Regions from separate parts of the Macaca mulatta genome. Here region 1 is linked to region 2. A link is a contact called in public Hi-C data. All regions are on one chromosome and are shown on one strand. The core of a region is the stretch at or near the end of the contact, and the rest is flanking DNA. Distances in the headings are between cores, read along the strand shown. Region 1 holds the start of TXLNG (taxilin gamma). Region 2 holds the start of SYAP1 (synapse associated protein 1).

What was found. A called contact is a pair of places that touch in the nucleus more often than the background predicts.
Region 1: a Hi-C map of fetal cortex germinal zone shows a contact between it and region 2, with 2.5 times the contacts expected there. The contact joins the promoter of TXLNG here to the promoter of SYAP1 in region 2. A contact is called at or near these places in 3 of 14 Hi-C or Micro-C datasets (CD4 T cells, fetal cortex germinal zone and fetal cortical plate).

What each region holds. Positions count from the first base shown.
Region 1 is chrX:16,453,536-16,458,626 of T2T-MMU8v2.0, reverse strand. It overlaps TXLNG (taxilin gamma), which reads right to left and starts at 3,335. Exons shown (of 10, transcript XM_028842169.2): 1 at 3,208-3,335. The coding sequence starts at 3,309.
Region 2 is chrX:16,383,718-16,388,586 of T2T-MMU8v2.0, reverse strand. SYAP1 (synapse associated protein 1) reads right to left here and starts at 1,368. Exons shown (of 9, transcript XM_015127002.3): 1 at 1,107-1,368. The coding sequence starts at 1,281.

The DNA.
Region 1 (5,091 bases), core at 2,086-4,585, 68 kb before region 2:
CATTGCACTCCAGCCTGGGCAACAAGAGCAAAACTGCACCTCAAAAATAATAATAATAATAGGGGGAAAGAGGGTATGTGAAAGGGTATATGGAAACTCTGTACTTTCTACTCAATTTTGATGTAAAACTAAAAACCATTCCCCAAAAAATGTCTATTAATTTTTTTTTTTAAATCAACCTTATAAAGCAAATTCTACTTAGGGATTTAGGAAGTAAAAGGAATGAGCCTGGTGTTCTTAAAAATGCCTGACAAACTAGATATTGTGTACTCATCTTTTTAGCCCAATGCTGTTCTATAAAATTTTTATGCAATGATGGAAATATTCCAGATCTGCTCTAATACAGTAGCCACTAGCCACAATGGCTACTGAATACCTGAAACTTGGTTAGTAGGACTGAAGAAAAAAAATTTTAATTTTAATGATAGTTAACAAATTTAGCTACCTGTCACTAGCAGCTACTATCAGCACAGTTTTAGACAACTCCAAGAGACCCCAGTAATGTACTGTAACATTACCTTTAGAAGCAAAAGGTTACCTCAAGAGACCATTCAAATGAATGTAGTTATGAAACAATGCCACAATTAACTGAGCAGGTCACGACTAGGCAAATGGTTAAAGCAACCAGGAACCAAAAAAGCCCATCTCCAATTGTTCCTCACTTCAGGTCCCATGATGTAACTAAATAACGACAAAACAGTCACTTTTCTTTTCATTCTTTCAATATTTTCAAAAAACTCAATTCATTAAACATCATTTCTGCTTCCTGAAAAAAAAGGGTAGAGGTTAAGTTGGAATTAAAGCATATTTTTTCAAGTCAGTGACCCAAAGGAAATTTTAAAAACTAAGGGACATAAAGAAGTAATGTAAAAATGATTTTTTAAAAAATTTTTGGCCAGTTGCAGTGGCTCATGCCTGTAATCCCGCCGCTCTGGAAGTCCGAGGTGGGTGGTTTACTTGAGGCCAGGAGTTCAAGACCAGCCTGGCCAACATGGTGAAACCCTGTTTCTACTAAAAATACAAAAATTAGCTGGGTGTGGTGGCACACACCTGTAATCCCAGCTACTCAGGAGGCTGAGGCACGAGAATCACTGGAACCCAGGAGGTAGAAGATGCAGTGAGCCAAGATCACACCACTGCACTCCAGCCTAGGTAATAGAGTGAGACTCTGACTTAAAAAAAAAAACTTTTTTTTTTTTTTAAGAGACAGGGTCTTACTTTGTGGCCCAGGCTAACCTCCTGCTTCAGCCTCCCGACTAGGTGGTACTACAGGTGCATGCCACCATAGCTGGCTTAAAAATGATTTTTGCAAACACAAGATATTCACCCACTTTGCTAAATGAAAATTCAAAGATTAATATTTTACCATGTATTTCAATGCCATCACTGTCAGTTAGAAATCAAAAGGAAAAAGATGCCCAGAAGAGCATAAGCAAAGAAGAATGGAATATGAGGTACGTAAACAAAAATAAGTACACATACACATGACTATTCCTATCCAGCTGTTAAGCAGAGCTCTGCACCCCAAAGGATCATTACCTCCTATCTTGGTTATTTAAAATGCTAGTTGATTAAACCTCAGTTCCTAATTCAACCTCGGAGTCCTCCTCCCCTGGGGAACCTATGAAATCAAATACTGAGATTGGCACCCCACCCTCAGGGAATAAGTAAAGTGTCCAAAGTGACGTGTTGAATCCCTTACAGGACATTGGTCCACAGCTTCTTTTTCAGTCCTGCAAGCACTGGATCTTTCTCTTAGAATACAAAGAGAGGGAGAGAAAGAAAGAGAGGTAATTGAGAAGTAGTAACACTGTCATGCAAAAACATGAAAATACCTGACCTTAGAAACAGGCCCCAAAAAGCTAATTCTTAACACACTGCTCAGATGTAAACTGGACCTTTGTTCTCCCATTTGAAGTTTATGAATTGCATTAGAAAAATATTATTTCGTAATTTCATACAGGAGTTAAGAGTGTTCAAATACATAATTAAGTAATATTAAATAGCCCTCGGTGATGAAGCAAGACATCCAACAAGCTGAACGTTTCAATATGTTTGCCTGCAAGGAAAAAAAGAGATGGGGTTCCCATCTTCCCAGCCTCAGTCCCCGCAGTTATCCATTCCAGGGCCCCGAAAGCCCTGTACCCCATTCGTTGTGCAATCTTTTTCAAACTCCACCCACTGAGCTCCAGAACAAGTGGAATTATCCCATTCTGAAAGAGGTTTCAATTTTCCTGTATCTAGGGAGGGACTGAAAACTCCTTGATGTGAGTCAAGTAAGGCAAGGGGAACAGTCCGGCCTGTTTCCCAGATTAAGAAAGACCCAAGGCCAGGGTCCGGAAGGCGTTCAAGTTTCCGCTCATCAAATTAAAAAAAAAAACTAATAATAAATGAAAGAAAGAAAAGAGGAAAAAAAAAGGGGAGGGTGGTAAATAGGACTGGGAGGACCAGCTATCACGCGACATCCCAACTCTGCAGGAACCAAAAAAGGTCCTACAGCATCGCATCGCCTCCCCATCCATCCCTGGCCCCACGTGCAGCCAAGCCCGCGGAGCGCCGGGATCTAGGTCCCGGGGGCCGAGCGTCCCGCTCGCACCGGCCCTGCGACGCTCACCCGCTCGCCTGCCCGCCCGCGCAGTGGCGGGGAGCGCAGGGGGGCGGGGGAAGGGGGGCCAAGCACACCCCGGCTCCGGCGCGGTTATCTTACTGCGCAACAGCCTAGCCTGAGCAGCCCGGGGGCACCCCGCAGCGCGCCCTGCGCACCTGCCCGACGCCAGGACGGCAAGTCCACGACCCCTGCGCGCCCCCAGACGGCGGCACTCAGCGCCGGGAGCACGGTGACGGCGGGGACTGGGAGACCGAACGCCTGGCGCCCGGATCCCCGCGGTGCTGGCCGCACGTGGCTGTCACACCTGGCGCACCCCCGCCTCGCACCCCTACCCCCTTAGAACCGCGTGCGCCCCCTGCCCTCCCTCCCGGCTTCCCAGCCGCGAGCCGCCAAACCCCAACCGTCGTCCCTTCCCACCCCATCCATCGCGGTCCCACCCCCCCCACCTGCTCCCACTGTCGTCACCCCCGGGAGGGAAGAGGACCGGATGTTCGTCCCGTGGCTAAAGGTAACCAGGGAGAGAGAAGAGGTGGACCCCGAAAAAGGGAGTCCAAACATCCCCCCGGCCCAGCAACAACGAGGGCGTCCCCCTGACTGACCTTCTGCCGCGGGCTGCGTCGCCGTCCGCCCCGTCCGGCCTCAGTCGCCTCTTCGGCGCCGCCGCCTCTTCCCCGCGCTGCCTCCTCTACCCGCGTCGCCATGAGGTGACGGCAGCAGCCAAACAAGCGGCCCGACAAGGGGCACGGAATCTCGCAGGGCCTGTCGCCCCGCCCCCGAGCCCCCACGACCAATCGCCGCATGCGAGACTTCCCACGTGACCGGAGGAGGTTGGCCCCCGAGGGGACGGAGCGAGATGGGGGTGGGGAGCATTGAATATTGGGCTGGGCTTCTGCAAGACCGAAGGGCAGATAGAGGCCGTGTGAGTCTGCGCGATCGGGACTAGGACTCGGGAGTGGACTACAAGTCCCAGCAGGGCGTGCGGCCACAGCTAGCAGGCTCGGATCGGGATTGGAACAACATAAAGCGGCGTTCTGAGAAGGAGAGAGTGCTGCACCCAGTGTGCTTCGTGTGCAGCCTAGTGGGACTTGCGGTTTCTGGGGGCGATGTCTGGCTACAGGAAGGTATTCGTTATGATCCTTCGGGGAAAGTTTAGAAATATCCCCGTGTTTGAGAAGGAGCACGATCGGCGACACATTCTTGTGTTTTTGTTTTTGTTGCCGTTCTTAGGAATCGGGCGCGAATGATTTGGGGATAAGGGAAAATACTTCGCGACTTTCAAGACGGAAGGCGTATTGGCTCTTAGAATTTGAAGTTTCGTGCTCGGGCACCTGCTCAGAGTCCTGCCCTCCACCAGAGTTGTCACCACGGTTTACTTGTCCCGAGCTCCTGCAGGATAGGTGCCGCATTCTATTCACCTTGGTTGAACCGCCCCGGCTTCTGCACACTTACTTGGCACTTCATTCACGTTGAATGTATCCTGCTTTCTCCCACCCCATTTACTCGTTTCATTACCTCAATTGTTCAACAAACTCGGTTTGCTGAACCGAATTTTTTTTTCTTGATATGATGTTGGGGGAGAGAGGGGAGTTTTCCTCAGGAATATTCCCTATTTCCATCTGATGGAACCAGATCTCCAATGGCCGAGCCTCTGAAAGGCACAGACCGTCATGAAAGCCTGATAGATTGTCTTAAATAATTCATTATGAGGCCGGGCGCGGTGGCTCACTTCTGTAATCCCAGCACTTTGGGGGGCTGAGGCGGGTGTATCACGAGGTCAGGAGTTCCAGACCAGCCTGGCCAACATAATGAAACCCTGTCTCTACTAAAAATACAAAAATGAGCCGGGCATAGTGGTGCGCCCTGTAGTCCCAGCTACTCGGGAGACTGAGACAGGAGAATCGCTTGAACCCGGGAGGCGGAGGTTGCAGTGAGCCGAGATCGCGCCGCTACACTCCAGCCTGGGCAACAGAGCGAGACTCCGTCTCAAAAATAATAATAATAACAATTCATTATGAAAATCTGTGCAAGTCATATCACTTTTTATTAGATTTGAATACAAAACGTTGGTAGCAGGCGGCAAAAATTTAATAACATAGATGAGAGTAAATTTCAATATTGGGGAAATTCCATCCATTGCTTTTAAATATTTCTGTAAGTTTGAAAAAAGTATCGCCGGGCGCGGTGGCTCAAGCCTGTAATCCCAGCACTTTGGGAGGCCGAGACGGGCGGATCACGAGGTCAGGAGATCGAGACCATCCTGGCTAACACGGTGAAACCCCGTCTCTACTAAAAAATACGAAAAACTAGCCGGGCGAGGTGGCGGGCGCCTGTAGTCCCAGCTACTCGGGAGGCTGAGGCAGGAGAATGGCGTAAACCCGGGAGGCGGAGCTTGCAGTGAGCCGAAATCGCACCACTGCACTCCAGCCTGGGTGACAGAGCCAGACTCCGTCTCAAAAAAAAAAAAAAAAAGAGGCCGGGCGCGG
Region 2 (4,869 bases), core at 119-2,618:
TTTTTTGACATGAAGTCTTGCTCTGTCACCCAGGCTGGAGTGCAGTGGTGCGATTTCAGCTCACTGCAACCTCCACCTCCCTGGTTCAAGCGATTCTCCTGCCTCAGCCTCCTAAGTAGCTGGGATTACAGGTGCGCGCCAGGCTATTTTTTGTATTTTTAGTAGAGACGGGGTTACACCATGTTGGCCAGGCTGGTCTCAAACTGCTGACCTCATGATCTGTCCACCTCAGCCTCTCAAAGTGCTGGGATTACAGGCGTGAGCCACCGCACTGGGCCTCAAACATGCTTCCTCTGATCACTGAAGCCCACTACGGTCTCTCCATAAATGAGAATTACTACAGCATGTGTTTACTTCACGTTTATTATTACTCGTCCCCCAACCCCTGTAGGCTGTAAACTCGGAAAGAGCACGGGCTTTAAAATTAGGCAGATCGAAGTTCAAATTCCATTTCCACCACTCACTATCAGTATAACTTTGGCCCAATAGCTCTGGGCTTGTTCCCCTAACTCACTGGGGGTGTTTAACAGATGAAACGGGATATCTTTCATAAAACATCTAGTACTGCAACTTGCGTAGAGCAGACAGTGGCATTTTCTCTCCCTCAAGGAAAAAGGTCCCACTGTACCTAAAAAGCAGATGGCCAGGGGCAGACATTCAGTAATTGTCAGTTTACTTCAGACAACACATTCTGACCTAAGGGCAAAAAAACATTTTTTCAACCAGTTCAAGCTCGCCAACGATCCCGATCTGGGGGGTGAAGGTGAAGGTTTTCAAATTGAACAAAAAAGATTCCTCGTCAAACCCGAAGACGTTGGGTCACACTGCTTGGCTGCATACCAGATTCCAATGTCTGCAAACTTTGTAGACTTGCCACCAGGAACTTCAGGGACAGGACCTGACTGCTAGACGAAGCTGTGGCCTTGTCCAGATCCTCACCAATCTCTCCCGACCCGGAGAGGACTGACCGACAGACACATCTTCCTCCCCTGCCTCTCACCTCGGCCCCCTCATCCCACAGCCAGTCGGGCCCGCGCGCCCCAGGGTCGTCCCAGAGGAGGAACGCGCCCCTCACCATCCCGGTCCCAGAGCCAGGGGAGACTCACTGCCGAAGTCTTTGGCCTGGTGGAGGAGCTCCTGGTCTCCCGTTTGCTGCAGCTCCTCCTCCGCGGACTCAGCCACCGTCTCGGATGGCTGTTCGGGTGGAGCGTCTGCATTGGGCTGCCCACCGCCTGCCGCCGGCTGCTGCAAGCCCAGCCAACTGCTCAAGCCCCGGAACATCCCGTCCGCGGGGCCGCCGCCGCGGTCCGGATCCCCAGAGACCGGAGCGAGGACTGGTTGCCTCTGACTCCACTCTGCGCGACTCTCAGGGAGATGTCCGGAAGTCGGAGGAAAACTGGAGTCGCCTGCGGCCCCGCCTCTATGACGACTCCGCCGCGGCTGCAGAAGCGTCACTTCCGTCCAAAGGCTCCGCCCCTGGTGACGTCAGTTGTGACAACTGTTTTGTGCGTGTGGATAGGGGACAAAGAGCTTTCCCAGCGTAGCCCCGCCTTGCCTTTTTCCTCATTCGCCGGCTTTGTAGGTGACTGACCTAGTAGGCGTGTAGACGGTGTCTGTCGAAGTCCTAGCCAGTCTCATTTTAAGACTGCCTCTAAGCAGCTTGCCTGGTGACTTAGCCTCGCCTTTTCAGGTCCCGCAGGGCTGGGTTCCCGCGGAATTGGATGTCTTTAGCCTCCTCCTGAGCCCAACTGAAAACTAACCCAAAGCTGCCAAGCCCAACTAACAGGGAATAAGAGAACAGAATAAGGTGTTAAACAACACAATGAGGCCGGGCGCGGTGGCTCAAGCCTGTAATCCCAGCACTTTGGGAGGCCGAGACGGGCGGATCACAAGGTCAGGAGATCGAGACCATCCTGGCTAATACGGTGAAACCCCGTCTCTACTAAAAATACAAAAAACTAGCCGGGCGAGGTGGCGGGCGCCTGTGGTCCCAGCTACTCGGGAGGCTGAGGCAGGAGAATGGCGGGAACCCGGGAGGCGGAGCTTGCAGTGAGCTGAGGTCCGGCCACTGCACTCCAGCCCGGGCGACAGAGCGAGACTCCCTCTTAAAAAAAAAAAAAAAAAAAAAAACAATGGGATGCTGTCAGCAGAATCTAGACTATGAGAAGCCACAGGACAGACAACCTTGTTTCTTCAAATAAATTGCAAGGAAGAGGGGGGTGTGGTGGGGAACCTATAGATTAAAAAAGACTTAAGAGATGTAACCCATGGCCCCTTGTGCATTTTATTAGGACCCTAATTCAGCAAACACATTGAAAAAAATATATGATACTTATAAGAACTGGAAATTTGGACACTGGGTAGTTGATAAAATGGAGGAATTGTGAAATTAAAAATTTTTAATTGTGGTAAAATACACAAAATTTACCATCTTAATATGATTTACCATCTTAACCATTTCTAAGTGTACAATTCACTAGTGTTAAGTACATTCACGTTGTTGTGAAATGAATATTCAGAACTCTTCATCTTGCAATTAAAAGAATGAAAAATAGACCGGGCACGGTGACTCATGCCTGTAATCCCAGCACTTTGGGAGGCCGAGGCGGGCGGATCACAAGGTCAGGAGTTCGAGACCATCCTGCCTAACGGTGAAACCCCATCTCTACTAAAAATACAAAAAAAATTAGCCGGGCATGGTGGCGGGTGCCTGTAGTCAGCTACTTGGGAAGCTGAGGCAGGAGAATGGCGTGAACCCGGGAGGCGGAGCTTGCAGTGAGCTGAGATCAAGCTATTGCACTCCAGCCTGGGTGACAGAGAGACTCCGTCTCACAAAAGAAAGAAAAAAAAAAAGAATGAAAAATAGAAAGAACTTCATCTTGCAAAACTGAAACTACCTATTAAACAATTCCCCATTCCTGTCCTTGTCATCCCCCTCCTACCTCCATTCTACTTCTTGTCTCTGTGGGTCTGACTAGATACCTTAATATAAGTGGAATCATTCAATATTTGTCTGTGACTGGCTTCTTTCACTTAGCATAATGTCCTCAAGGCTGTGTCAATTTCTTTCTAAGACTGAATAGTATTCCCTTGTATGTATACACCACGTTTTGTTTATCCATCGTGCGTATTGAGATTTTACCAAAGAAATGATACCATATCTGGGCCAGGCGCGGTGGCTCACACCTGTAATCCCAGCGCTTTGGGAGGCCGAGACGGGTGGATCACCTGAGGTTAGGAGCTTGAGACTAGCCCGACCAACATGGTGGAACCCCGTCTCTACTAAAAATACAAAAAGTTAGCCAGGCGTGGTGGCGGGTGCCTGTAATCCCAGCTACTCGGGAGACTGAGGCAGGAGAATCACATGAACTCAGGAGGCGGAGGTTGCAGTGAGCTGAGATCCTGCTGTCGCACTCCAGCCTGGGCGACAAGAGCAAAACTCCGTAAAAAAAAAAAAAAAAAGAAATGATACCATGTCTGGAATTTGCTTCAAATTAATACAGGATGGGGGGGGGGGAATGGGTAGGGATATAGATGAAACAAGCCTGGCCATGGGTTGAAGCTGGGTAATTAAACATTTGTCTTTTCTATATTTTTAACTTTTCCCACAATAGCATGTAAAACTGACAAAAAACTAGTGATGTGAATAAGTACCGCTTCAGAGCAGGGAGTTCATGGACACATTTCCCAAGCACAGTCTCCAGTCATTAGTTGTGGAAGGACATCCATGATTCCTTGGTCCCCAGCTATTTTGAGAAGAGGAGGATGGTTCCAGTGACCTGAGGGAGTACATGAGGAATTGATTACAACTCTGATTTCCCTGCTGTCCAGTTTTCCAGCCTGACTTATATTTACATTTTATTCAGGTCCAGGATTTTAGGTTATCAAGCCCAACCTGTTTTTTCTTTCCCCCAAACAGCTTTATTGAGATTTAAACAATTCACCTGTCTAAAGTGTACAATTCAATGGTATATATTTTTGGTATATTACACTATTAATATTTTAAATTGTAGTGAACATAACTTTTTTTAGTGTACAGTTCAGTGACATTAATGACATTCCAGCCTGTTTTTAGAGTCCAAGTATTGATTCAGCTTTGAAGTCAGGAGATGTCTTAGGATCAATGCCTTTCTAGGCTTTATTAAGTCAGTGAGAACCTGAAAGTGATTGCGACTTTCCAGAATAGGATATTTGCTTCAAGTATGATTGAACAGAGCCTGGAATTTGAGTGAGAAGCCTAGGATGGGCTTCTAATTCCATCATCTAGTAGGTGAATAAACTTGACTTTTTTTTTTTTTTTTTTTTTGAGACGGAGTCTCGCTCTGTCTTGCCCAGGCTAAAGTGCAGTGGCACAATCTCGGCTCACTGTATCCTCTGCCTCCTGGGTTCAAGCGATTCTCCTGCCTCAGCCTCCCAAATAGCTGGAATTACAGGCGCCTGCCATCACACCTGGCTAAGGTTGTGTTTTTAGTAGAGACGGGGTTTCACCATGTTGGCCAGGCTGGTCTCGAACTCCTGATCTCAGGTGATCCACCCACCTCGGCCTCCCAAAGTGCTGGGATTACAGGAGTGAGCCACCGTGCCCGGCCTAAACTTGATGTTTTACTTGTCTTTTTGCCCTTCAAGTTTCCTCACTTGCAAAAGAAGTATAGTGCTGGTCCTTCCCATAGCAGAGGTGGGGCCCAGTCCTTTCAGCCTTACTCTGCTTTATCTTAAGGTACACTTAAAATCGTGGTGAACACTGTGGTCACCAAGGGATAGACAGTTTTACAACTGTTCTGAAAGGTAGAATTCTTAAAAATAAGAGATTAGGCTGGGCACAATAGCTCATGCCTATAATCCCAGCATTTTGTGAGGCCAAGGTGGGAG